Linked DNA regions of Sus scrofa: region 2 is linked to region 1. Evidence: chromatin contacts called from public HiChIP or PLAC-seq data. All regions are on one chromosome and are shown on one strand. The core of a region is the stretch at or near the end of the contact, and the rest is flanking DNA. Distances in the headings are between cores, read along the strand shown. Region 1 overlaps BMP2K (BMP-2-inducible protein kinase). Region 2 has its middle 130 kb from the start of BMP2K.

Region 1 (4,955 bases), core at 918-3,417:
GGTCAAAGGGAACAGTGCATTAAGTAATTTATAGGTTATGGGAGTAATTTTAGAAATATTGTTAGTGTATAGAGACACCCACCAAGGTAGGAAATAACCAGTCTTATTTCTTTCCTTAGCTTTCTTTCTATGGCATTTCTAGGAATTATTTCACTCTGGAAAGAGTTTGTTCTTAGAAAAGCTTATGATCGCGTACTTCCCAAGATGTAATTTTTTTTTTTTTTTGGTAGGGCTGCACCCTCTGCATTTGGAGGTTCCCAGGGTAGGGGTTGAATCGGAGCTGTGGCCGCTGGCCCACCACAGCCACAGCAACGCCAGATCCGAGCCTTGTCTGCTACTCACACCGCAGCTCATGGCAGCGACGGATCCTTAACCACTGAGTGAGGCGAACCTGCATCCTCATGGATACTAGTCAGATTTGTTTCCACGGAGCCACGACAGGAACTCCTTCAATGCTTTTAAGACAAAACTTGTTTTGACTTTCTTTATGGTGCTTGTTCTGTCTGAAATTTTACATGTCTTTATAGACCGTTCTCACACAGATAACAGCATCAGTGGCAACATTATCAAATGATTACAGATTGACGTATTTTGATAGAGACTTCTAATTGTCTAGAGAACTTTCTCCTGCATTGTCAAATTTGATGTGTTCACCAATTCTTAAGTAGACATGGCAACAGCACGATTCCTATTTTTCTAGAACAGAAATGTGAAGCCAATGTAGGTCAGGTACCCTCAGGAGCTAGTTCATAGACTGTTTAAAAAAGGGGGATATATAGGACCAGAATTTGGAAAAAGTTACGTCTTCCAATAGAAGTAGTAAAAATAACTTTTTTTTTTTGAATTGCATGTTTCCTTGAGAATTTAATGCAAGATATATAGATGCTTTTCTCAGGAAAATTTATATACATATAAACCCTGTCGATTTCAGAGAGTGCATGGCCATTATGTAAATTTCCCCTATAGTATATTCCTTGATTTTCTGTGGTTTTTGTCATGTAAAAGTGGTACTCAAGTTTTTGTCTTTTAGTAGTTTAGATAATAGTGGCTGTGGGTCTTATAATGTCCATGAAAATAATGGGATATAAAAGTGTGTAGAGAATTTATATTTCAAACCTATATACAGATACTTGATTTTTGGGGTGAGGTTCTGCTGCTGATGCTTGTGTTTGTGTGTTGCGTGTGTATGTATTTAACGCGTTTAAGTACAGTTTTTCTCTCTCTTCTGTTAAGAGTTCGTACAGTGTTTGTGAGGCTGTGTCTGGTCTGATCTCTGAGTGTCAGAAGAGTGTGACCACCTCTTCCCTACTGATGTGCTGTGGTCAGGCCGGTGTGCGCAGGTGGGTTCCAGGTGTGCCAGGATGGCTCCCCCTCAGCCCTCAGAGTGGCCTCCTTGTGGTTGGAGGGCCCTGCTGGTCACCCGAGGCTGACGGAGACTCTGCCATGAACATCACTGATCCCGGGGGTTAGCCAAGCGGCTGGAAAGCACAGAGTTGGATAACAATCCTGGGTGGTTTTCTGTTGGTAGAGGATAAATACAGATTAAATCAATGGAATAGTAAGCCTAGGGAGTGGTAGAGGCTGGTGAGAAAAATATCCCCTGCTCTCCCTGACAGGCCTGACGAACCAGGAAGCAGATTGGAGCCGTCTTTGAAAAGGAGGAATTACACAACCTGTTCTTTCAGTTTGAGTCTCCATTGGGTTTAGTAACATCAAGATCAGCCAACGTGAAACTGGCGGAGTGTGCTTTTCTTAGGCTTACACAGAACGTTTTTAAATATGTATCTGTTTTCTGAGCCAAGGTTTTGCTCTCAGGCCTTGGAGTAGTAGATACTGGCTCTCTGCTGATACTTTGGCTCTGTGTTGTGGTTTTTCTCAGTAGGCCCCTCCTCCCCCTCTGAAGTAATTACAGAGGGCGCTGTGTTTACTTGGCACTTGAGATGGTTATACAAAGTGCGTGCAGAAGCATCAGCATGTTGGGGCTGGTGCAGTGATAAAGGATACTGCCGGGAGGAGCTAACAGCCTGTGCAGTACCTGCTAGATCTTCTGTGACTTAGAAAAAATGTTTCTTACTTGGATTGAACCATGTGGCCTTACCATGCTTCCTCACTTCCTCATGCACGTTCAGTAATTCAAATTTTAGTGGTTTTTGTTTGCTAACTATGGGTTGTTGTGATTTTGGTTCTACTTTAGTAAAGCAAAGACTGGATGTAGTTACATGTGCAGGTCGTTGAGTGTCAAGCTGGCTTAATTTCTAGATGTGCAAAAAGTGGGTGTTGCCTTCTCTTTCATGTTAATATTTTAAATTGGAGTGGCTGGAACTACAGCTGTCTTCAAAGCTTTGAAATAGAGCTATTTTTATTTGATAAAAATATAATTTGTATTATAAAGTTAATATCTAAAAATAAAGAATGGCAAACAATTCATTTGTTAATAGACTTTAGAATTGCCCTGCTTGTGTACAAGAAATATCTGATACCTACTAAAAGCGTAAATAAGTTTTTGGAGAATGAATTTATTTTAAAAACTTTGTCAACATTTCAGTGTCTAGCAAAAGTTTTTTAAAAAAGAATTTTCTTTTAGTATTTTCCTAACAGCAATTGTCCAAAATATTTTAAGATGGAGTTAGAAGATTCCGTAGTGCTCGATGAGCTTGTTTTTCTTTGCCTGCTGTTGGTGTTTCACCTGCCCGTTATACCCATGATCTGTTTGTGTGATGGCTCAGTTCACAAACACAGATTCCCCAAATCTCTATCCATGGAGTACACACCTCCTTGCCACTGCCGAAGACAGGGCATCCCTGTTAAAATATTAAAAAACCCCAAACTTCTCACTACATCAACACCTTCTCTGTCTTCGTTGGGAGGGACGTCCATACAAAAGTCACCCACGCGAGAAACTCGAGATGAATGTGTCACCTCCTTGGTTTGTGTACCCTTACTATCTTTTGCCTGGACATGGAAGTGGCTCTTGCAGGGGTGAGGGGGGTGTGTATTAATGTCTCACTAACCTCTTAACCTTCTTCTTGTGTCCTTTTGAGACCTTTTTCTTCATATCGAAATACCTTTCTAATTTATCTCCTGCTTTTGCTGGTGAGTCCTTTGAATCTCTTTAAACAATGTTTGCTAATTATTATCCTTCTTTTAAAAAAATTCTTTCTTTGCTTTTGTTTTGGACTGAATTATCTATATGTTGCACAAATATTCTGAGAATTGTAGAATGCCTTAAGTCCTACGTGCATCCCCATTTTCTCCTCCGATTTATGATAATATTGTCCAGGATTTTGCATTTATTTTCACGTTTCTGTAGTTGGCAGATTAGGCATTATGCCTGTTGTTTTATAAGTCAGAGTTTAATAGCTGTCCACTTGGTTTGTCATTCTTTCTTGTATGTCGGACCTCCCATCTAGGCTCAACTGCCTTTGCTCTGACGCAATCTTCCTTTAAAGTTCCTTCAGTAAAGGTCATTTATAATAAAGCTGAAAAGTTTTTGTTTCATCTTCATTCTAAAGAGTTTTGCTTGATACGGAATTCTAGGCTGATAGTTATTTTCCGTCAGCATTTTGGTGGTGTCATTTCACTGCCTTCTGTTTCCTTTTACTGTTGAGAGGTCGGTAGTCACTCTGCTTGCCTTTGTGCCTAATCTGCATGTGCTCACTGGTGGCTTTGAGGGTTTCTTTTTGGTGCTGTACTTTTTTTTTTCTTTGTCCTTTTTAGGGCGGTACCTGTAGCATAAGGGAGTTCCCAGGCTAGGGGTCTAATTGGAGTTGCAGCTGCCCGCCTACACCAACGCCAGATCTGAGGTGCCTCTGTGACCTACACTGCAGCCCACGGCAGGGCCAGATCCTTAACCCACTGAGGGAGGCCAGGGATCAGACCCTCATCATCATAGATACTGGTCTGGTTCTTAACCTGCTGGGCCACAGTGGGAACTCCAGTGCTGTCCTCTTTGTGATGGTCTAAGTATGGTTTTCTGTTATTTTATTATAGAATTATTTTATTTTTCTGGATCTGCTGCTTGGTGTCTTCCATCAGTTCTGGAGAATTCTCAACCATAGCCTAATAATGCCTCTTCCCAGCTCTCTCAGGTGACAGATGTATATTGAATCTCGGCACCATGTCCTCCACGTCGCACAGCCTCTTTCCCGTTTTCCATCTTAACTCGGTGCTGCATATTGATATGTATCAGCACTCTGCTGTATGCAGATACATCTTTTAGTTCTCTTTCTTAAGGTGTGCTTCATTTGCATTTACCCTTCTCAGTTATCGTATTTTTCATATAAGAAATTCGGTCTGTACTGTAAAATTGCCTGGCCGTTTTTTTTTTTTTGTTTTGTTTTGTTTTGGCCTTGTCGTTTTCCCCCCTCTTTTTTGGCTGCCCCACGGCACATGGAGTTCCTGGGGGAGGGATCAGATCTGCGCCACAGATGCCATCTAAACCACGGCTGTGGCAGCTCTGGATCCTTAACCCACCGTGTTGGGCCAGGGATCAAACCTATGTCCCAGTGCTCCCAAGTTGCCACTGATCCTGTTGTGCCACAGTGGGAACTCCACTCTGTCAGTTTGATAACCTCTTTTTTGGGTTGGTTGGTTGTTTTGGGTGCACCCATGGCATGGAAGTTCTCAGGCCAGGAACTGAACCCTTGTTGCAGCAGCACTCCAGTCTGCTGCAGTGACAACACGGGATCTTTAACCCACTGAGCCCCAAGAGGACTCCAGTTTTGATAACCTCTTTAAACCCTTTTTATATTTATTTCCTATTTTGTTTCTTTAACTATGTGGAACATAGTTATTTTATATTTTTCTGTTTGGTAATTCCAGGATTTTTAAATCTTTGCAAGTCTCATTGTATAGTTTGATTGTTCCATCTGACTTTTGTTCATGGTGCTTGTTTTCTTGAATGCTCAGTGATTTCCTTCCTTTTTTTTTTTTTTTTTTTGCTTTTTAGGGCCGCA
Region 2 (4,872 bases), core at 1,060-3,559, 150 kb before region 1:
AGTAAGTCAGACAGACAAAGCAAATATTGTGTATGATCTTACCTAAATGTGGAATCTAAAAAAAAACAACAACAACAAAAAAACCAGGACTCGGAGTTCTGGCTGTGGCACAGAGGATTAAGGAACTGGCATTGCTGCAGCTGTGGCATAAATCGAAGCTGCAGCTTGGGTTTGATCCCTGGTCTGGGAACTTCCATATGCTGCAGATCTGGCCAAAGAACAACCCGCCCCCCCAAAAAAAAAAACCCAAAAGACAAAAAATCAGAACTCGTAGATACAGAGAAAAACAGGTGGTCGCCAGAGGCGGGGTTTGGGAGGTGGATGAAATGGATGAAGGTAGTCAAACATACAGACTTAGAACTGTCAGAAAATAAGTCCTGGGGATGTGACGCAGAGCATGGGGACTGCAGCTGGAATGCTGTGCTGTACATCTGAAAACTGCCAGGAGAATACATCTGAAATGTTCTCATCACAAGAAAAAAAAATTGTAGCAGTGTGATGACAGATGTCAACTAAACCTATTGTGCTAATCATTTTGCAATATATACATGTATCAAATCATTATGTTGTATGCCTAAAACTAATGTCAGTTCTATGTCAATTTTTCTAAAAGATGGGAGTAATTTATGTAACTCATAGTGTCAGGAGACCCAGGGAGGGAATAATTAGAACCGTTGTGGAAGAGATGAAGAATCAAATGAGGTGACAAAAGTTACCTAACAAAGAGCACCTACTACAACACCTGATATATAGTAACAATTTGATACTATTTACACCTTTTCTCAATTCCCCATTCTCTCTTGCTATACCTGGTATATACATATGATCCTTTTTGCTTCAAATGTTTTATTATTAATAATTATAGGGCAGAGTTCCCTTTGTGGCGCAGCATGCAGCATTGTCATGAGTGGGGGCATAGGTTGCCAGCGTGGCTCAGATCCCACAGTTGCCATGTGGGTGTGGTGTAGGCTGGCAGCTGCAGCTTCGATTCGACCCCTAGCCTGGGAATCTCCATATGCCACAGGTTTGGCCCTTAAAAAAAAAAAAAAAAAAAAAAAATACAGGGCAACTGACACAGGACTGCATGGTCTGTTTAATAACCAATGTTTTGCAGCTTTCCAAACATTCTTATCTCCCTTTCAGAGGAGGGAATTCAGCTTTGGCTTTAAGATCTCACATGCTCTTCTCAGAAAACAGACCTGAAGAGCCATTAGGTGTTAACTGTCTTCTCATCCTTCCTGGTGTTTCAGTGATAATGGGCATCCATTTCTTAACACTGAGTGTGAGCAGTTTATGGATGTTCTCTCATTTAACCTCAATGCCATCAAGTAGGTAATTTTTTTTTGTCTTTTTTTTTTTTTCTGCCTTTTGAGGTCCGCTCCCGCGGCATATGGAGGTTCCCAGGCTAGGGGTCCAATTGCAGCCATAGCCACCAGCCTATGCCAGAGCCAAAGCAACACGGGATCCGAGCTGAGTCTGTGACCTACACCACAGCTCACGGCAATGCTGGATCCTTAACCCACTGAGCAAGGCCAGGGATTGAACCCACAACCTCATGGTTTCTAGTCGGATTCGTTAACCACTGCGCCACGACTGGAACTCCCAAGTAGGTAATATTTATCGCCATTTATCAGTTAGGAAACTGAGGCTCAGAAAGGCTAAGTACCACCCTACATCACACAACTAGATCATTCTAGAATCATAATACTAACCGAGATATCCACAGCTCCCAAGTCCATGTCCCAGACACTCTCACACTGGTGCCTCAAAGCAATAGCAGAGCAATTGCAAAGCTCTTTACTCTGGAGGTCCTTCTCCAAGGGGGAGAAGGCTCTGGAAACTTGGAGGTCTCATGAACCCCCTGGCTTCCCACCCAAAGCAACTTCATGATATATTATCAGCTTCTAACAGTCACAAGTACTGAAGTCAAAATTGGTCCCTTGGAAGTTTATAGCTCAAGAACATAAAATCATCTAGTACAGGACAAAAGCCACCATGATAAAGAAGGCAGTGACATATCTTTAAATCTGAGGCAACTGGTCAGGAGGTTCTCAGACCAGAAGTGAACAGTTGGCTGTGTGTTTTCTGCTTCCCAGTCACTGAGCTATCGAGAGCCAAGAACTCTAGAATGTGCCAAGGCCAGGCACAGGTGTATGGGCAGAGCTGAAACCCTGAACGAACTTCTCCCCATCACTTGCATAACTTCCTTGGTCTGGGGTTTCTCATACTTTCCGAGGGGGAAGTACGCTCCTCTTCCATCTCCCCTTCTTCATGAGGCACAGAGCAGCAGGAACCACTCAGCAACAGGGACTTGGCAGCTTCTAAAGGTCACGTCGCTGGCGGGCGCAGCTTGAGTTGAAGGGATCGTAGACATGCAGGCAAACGTCCAGAGCGTCACCAGTGCCCGGCCCTGAGCCACAGGGGAAGCCAGAGGGCCTGGAGTGGGAGAGGAATATGAGTCACGAGAGGAAGCTGAATGAAGGAGGAGAAGCTTCTGGAGGACAAGCAGCAAAGTTGCTCTTTGTTCCCAAGACATCTTTAATGAGGCAGCGATGAAGGAAGAGGACTATTGACTGCCCACGGTGTGGTCAGCACTGTGCCGCATGCCTTATAGAGGCCCTTAGTCACAGTGGAGTGAGAAAGAGCTCATTTGTGCTAACTCGGCTACCCAAGTAGATTTGAGAAATTGGGAAAATCTATTCAATCTCTTTGAGTGTTTACTTAGTCTTTGACATTGAACTAATAATATCTATAATAATTATTGAGCCCATCGATATTAACTGAAGACCTCCTGTGCTAAGCATGATAAAAGCTGGATATACATGCAGGTAAATTAAAATAAACCAGTATCTTAGAAGTAAGTTCTGAGAATGGAATGTACAGAAAGGTGATTATAATTAACAATACTTTATTTGAAAGTTGTTGGAAGAGCAAATCTTCCAAGTTCTCATCTCACACCCCCCCCCCCAAAATTGCAGCTATATGTGTGATGGATATTAACTAAGCTTATCATGGTCATTGTTTTGCAATATATGTATATATCAAATCATCGTAGGGTATACCTTAAGCTTATATATCTTGTTATATATATGACAATTTACAAAACAACTTTCTCAAAAATTTCAATTTACCTCCATAAAGCAGGAAAAATTTTTAATAAAATAAAATAAATCAGTGTCTATTTCTGTGAAACTTATAATCTATGGATACTAGCAAGTGTGGTAAATTATATAAAATGCTTGGGATTTGGCAGTTATTATTTTATTTAATCTTAACAGCAGTCCTATGAACATTATCTAAATGTTAAATGCTGAAAATAACCCTAGGCAGGTTCAGACCAAGAAAGAAAATGCTGAGTACTAGATTCATCTTAATGGCAAAAGTTAAAGGGCTGTCATTAGCGGATGGCTCTATATAATTAAAGTTAGTTTGAGAACATGGTATATTTCATATTGAAAAATAGACCATGTCTTTCATTGATTCGTGCCTTCTGTCAGTGACTATTTGTGGTCCATCATTGTGTTCTTAGCATCTAGCCCAGTGCCTGGTACCTACTAAGTGATTGATACATAACTGTTAAATAAAATTGAGCACTTATTACATTACATTATTACCAGGCATTTTTTATTCCAAAAACTGCATTGTATCTGTTATTTGTTCCTAGAAATTGTGTTAGGGCCTGTGGATTAAAAAAATAAAATCCTGGCCCAGCAAGCTTTAGAAAGCTATGTGAATAGAAATGAATGTAGGGGAGAGCATGGACCAGTCTTAGAGGAAAAGTGGCCCACGATGACTCTAAAATAACCCCTCCGTCTCTGCTCTCAATCCCGCTCTTCTTGCTTCAAGACATTTCTCATAATGATGGGTATTCCCCAAGATTCTGCCTCTGGATTTCTGCTCTACTAGAAAAATGCATAGATTTAAGAGTCTCTAAGTCAAAGTCCCAGGATTTACTAGCTGGGTAATTTTTGTGATGTTACTTAACCATAACTGCTTCTTTCCTCTTATGTAAATATGGGCAATGCCGACTTCCATGGTCAAGAGGATGAAATAATGTGCCTGGAGTGGCTGGCGCACTGATGAAAGGCTGGGGAGGTAGGTGCAGGTCTAGGTCCACGTTACAGTAAAGCCGGTTGGAGAGGAAGTGTAGGACCCCTCGACTCAGCATCCACACACGGCACCTGCTCCTCCTGCAGGTGCCTCCAGCCTTTCCCTTGCTGCAAGAGCTTGCCTTGGCCCCAGCCAGGGCAGAACAGCAGCACCAGGGGGCCAGCGCCCTGGGACAGCCACTGAGTAATGACGGATGGCAGGCAGTGGACAAATCCTGATTGCACTCCCCTCTGAGATGGGAAAACTCAGAGGTACCATCTATACCACCTTCCAGAGAAACACCCCCCCACCCGGGGAAGAATAAGCCCCAATTGCCCATAGCAATAACCAGCTCATAATACACCCTGCATTGGCCCCCTTCCTGTTTCTAGGTTACATCTGCTTTCACCTTCCAGCACCCCCTGGGATACCTGGATCCTTTTGTCAGGGTCACTTTGTGGGGGAAATTATCCTAAAATAGTCAGATTATTTAAATAGGAGCCATATCTGTGGGTGTAACTTTGTGAACTATGGGGTCGAGGAGTTGATGGAAGAAATGGAGGGTTTGGGGTAGAAATAATCTAGAAAGGTCAACTTTATGTGCCCATGTGCTAAGATGTTGCTGGGAGACTTACAGGAAAGGAGAGGTGGGGTCAGTGAGCAGCTGAAGTTAGATAGCGCTGGGCAGGAAGTGAGCTACAGCCCGAGTTCTGAATTTTCCTCCAAAAACACAGAGTAACTTGGAGGAGCGAGAGAGGAGGGTGAGGGAGGGAGTGACATGAG

What was found. HiChIP or PLAC-seq counts read pairs in DNA pulled down with a chosen protein or histone mark.
Region 2: a contact with region 1 is called in an H3K27ac HiChIP or PLAC-seq map of alveolar macrophages. The contact joins two enhancer-like sites. A contact is called at or near these places in 1 of 47 Hi-C or Micro-C datasets (liver) and 2 of 2 datasets of contacts at active chromatin or transcription factors (alveolar macrophages and skeletal muscle).

What each region holds. Positions count from the first base shown.
Region 1 is chr8:138,765,818-138,770,772 of Sscrofa11.1, reverse strand. The region is part of intron 1 of BMP2K (BMP-2-inducible protein kinase); the gene reads left to right. Among named protein-coding and RNA genes, the nearest start is that of BMP2K, 22 kb to the left of the region's middle. Within about 2 kb of position 2,167, at least 44 of the 83 cell types and tissues checked have an H3K27ac peak or open chromatin away from gene starts, as enhancers often do. A contact at or near this core is called in alveolar macrophages and skeletal muscle, where this site is marked.
Region 2 is chr8:138,913,943-138,918,814 of Sscrofa11.1, reverse strand. No RefSeq gene overlaps it. Among named protein-coding and RNA genes, the nearest start is that of BMP2K, 130 kb to the right of the region's middle. Within about 2 kb of position 2,309, at least 16 of the 83 cell types and tissues checked have an H3K27ac peak or open chromatin away from gene starts, as enhancers often do. A contact at or near this core is called in alveolar macrophages and skeletal muscle, where this site is marked.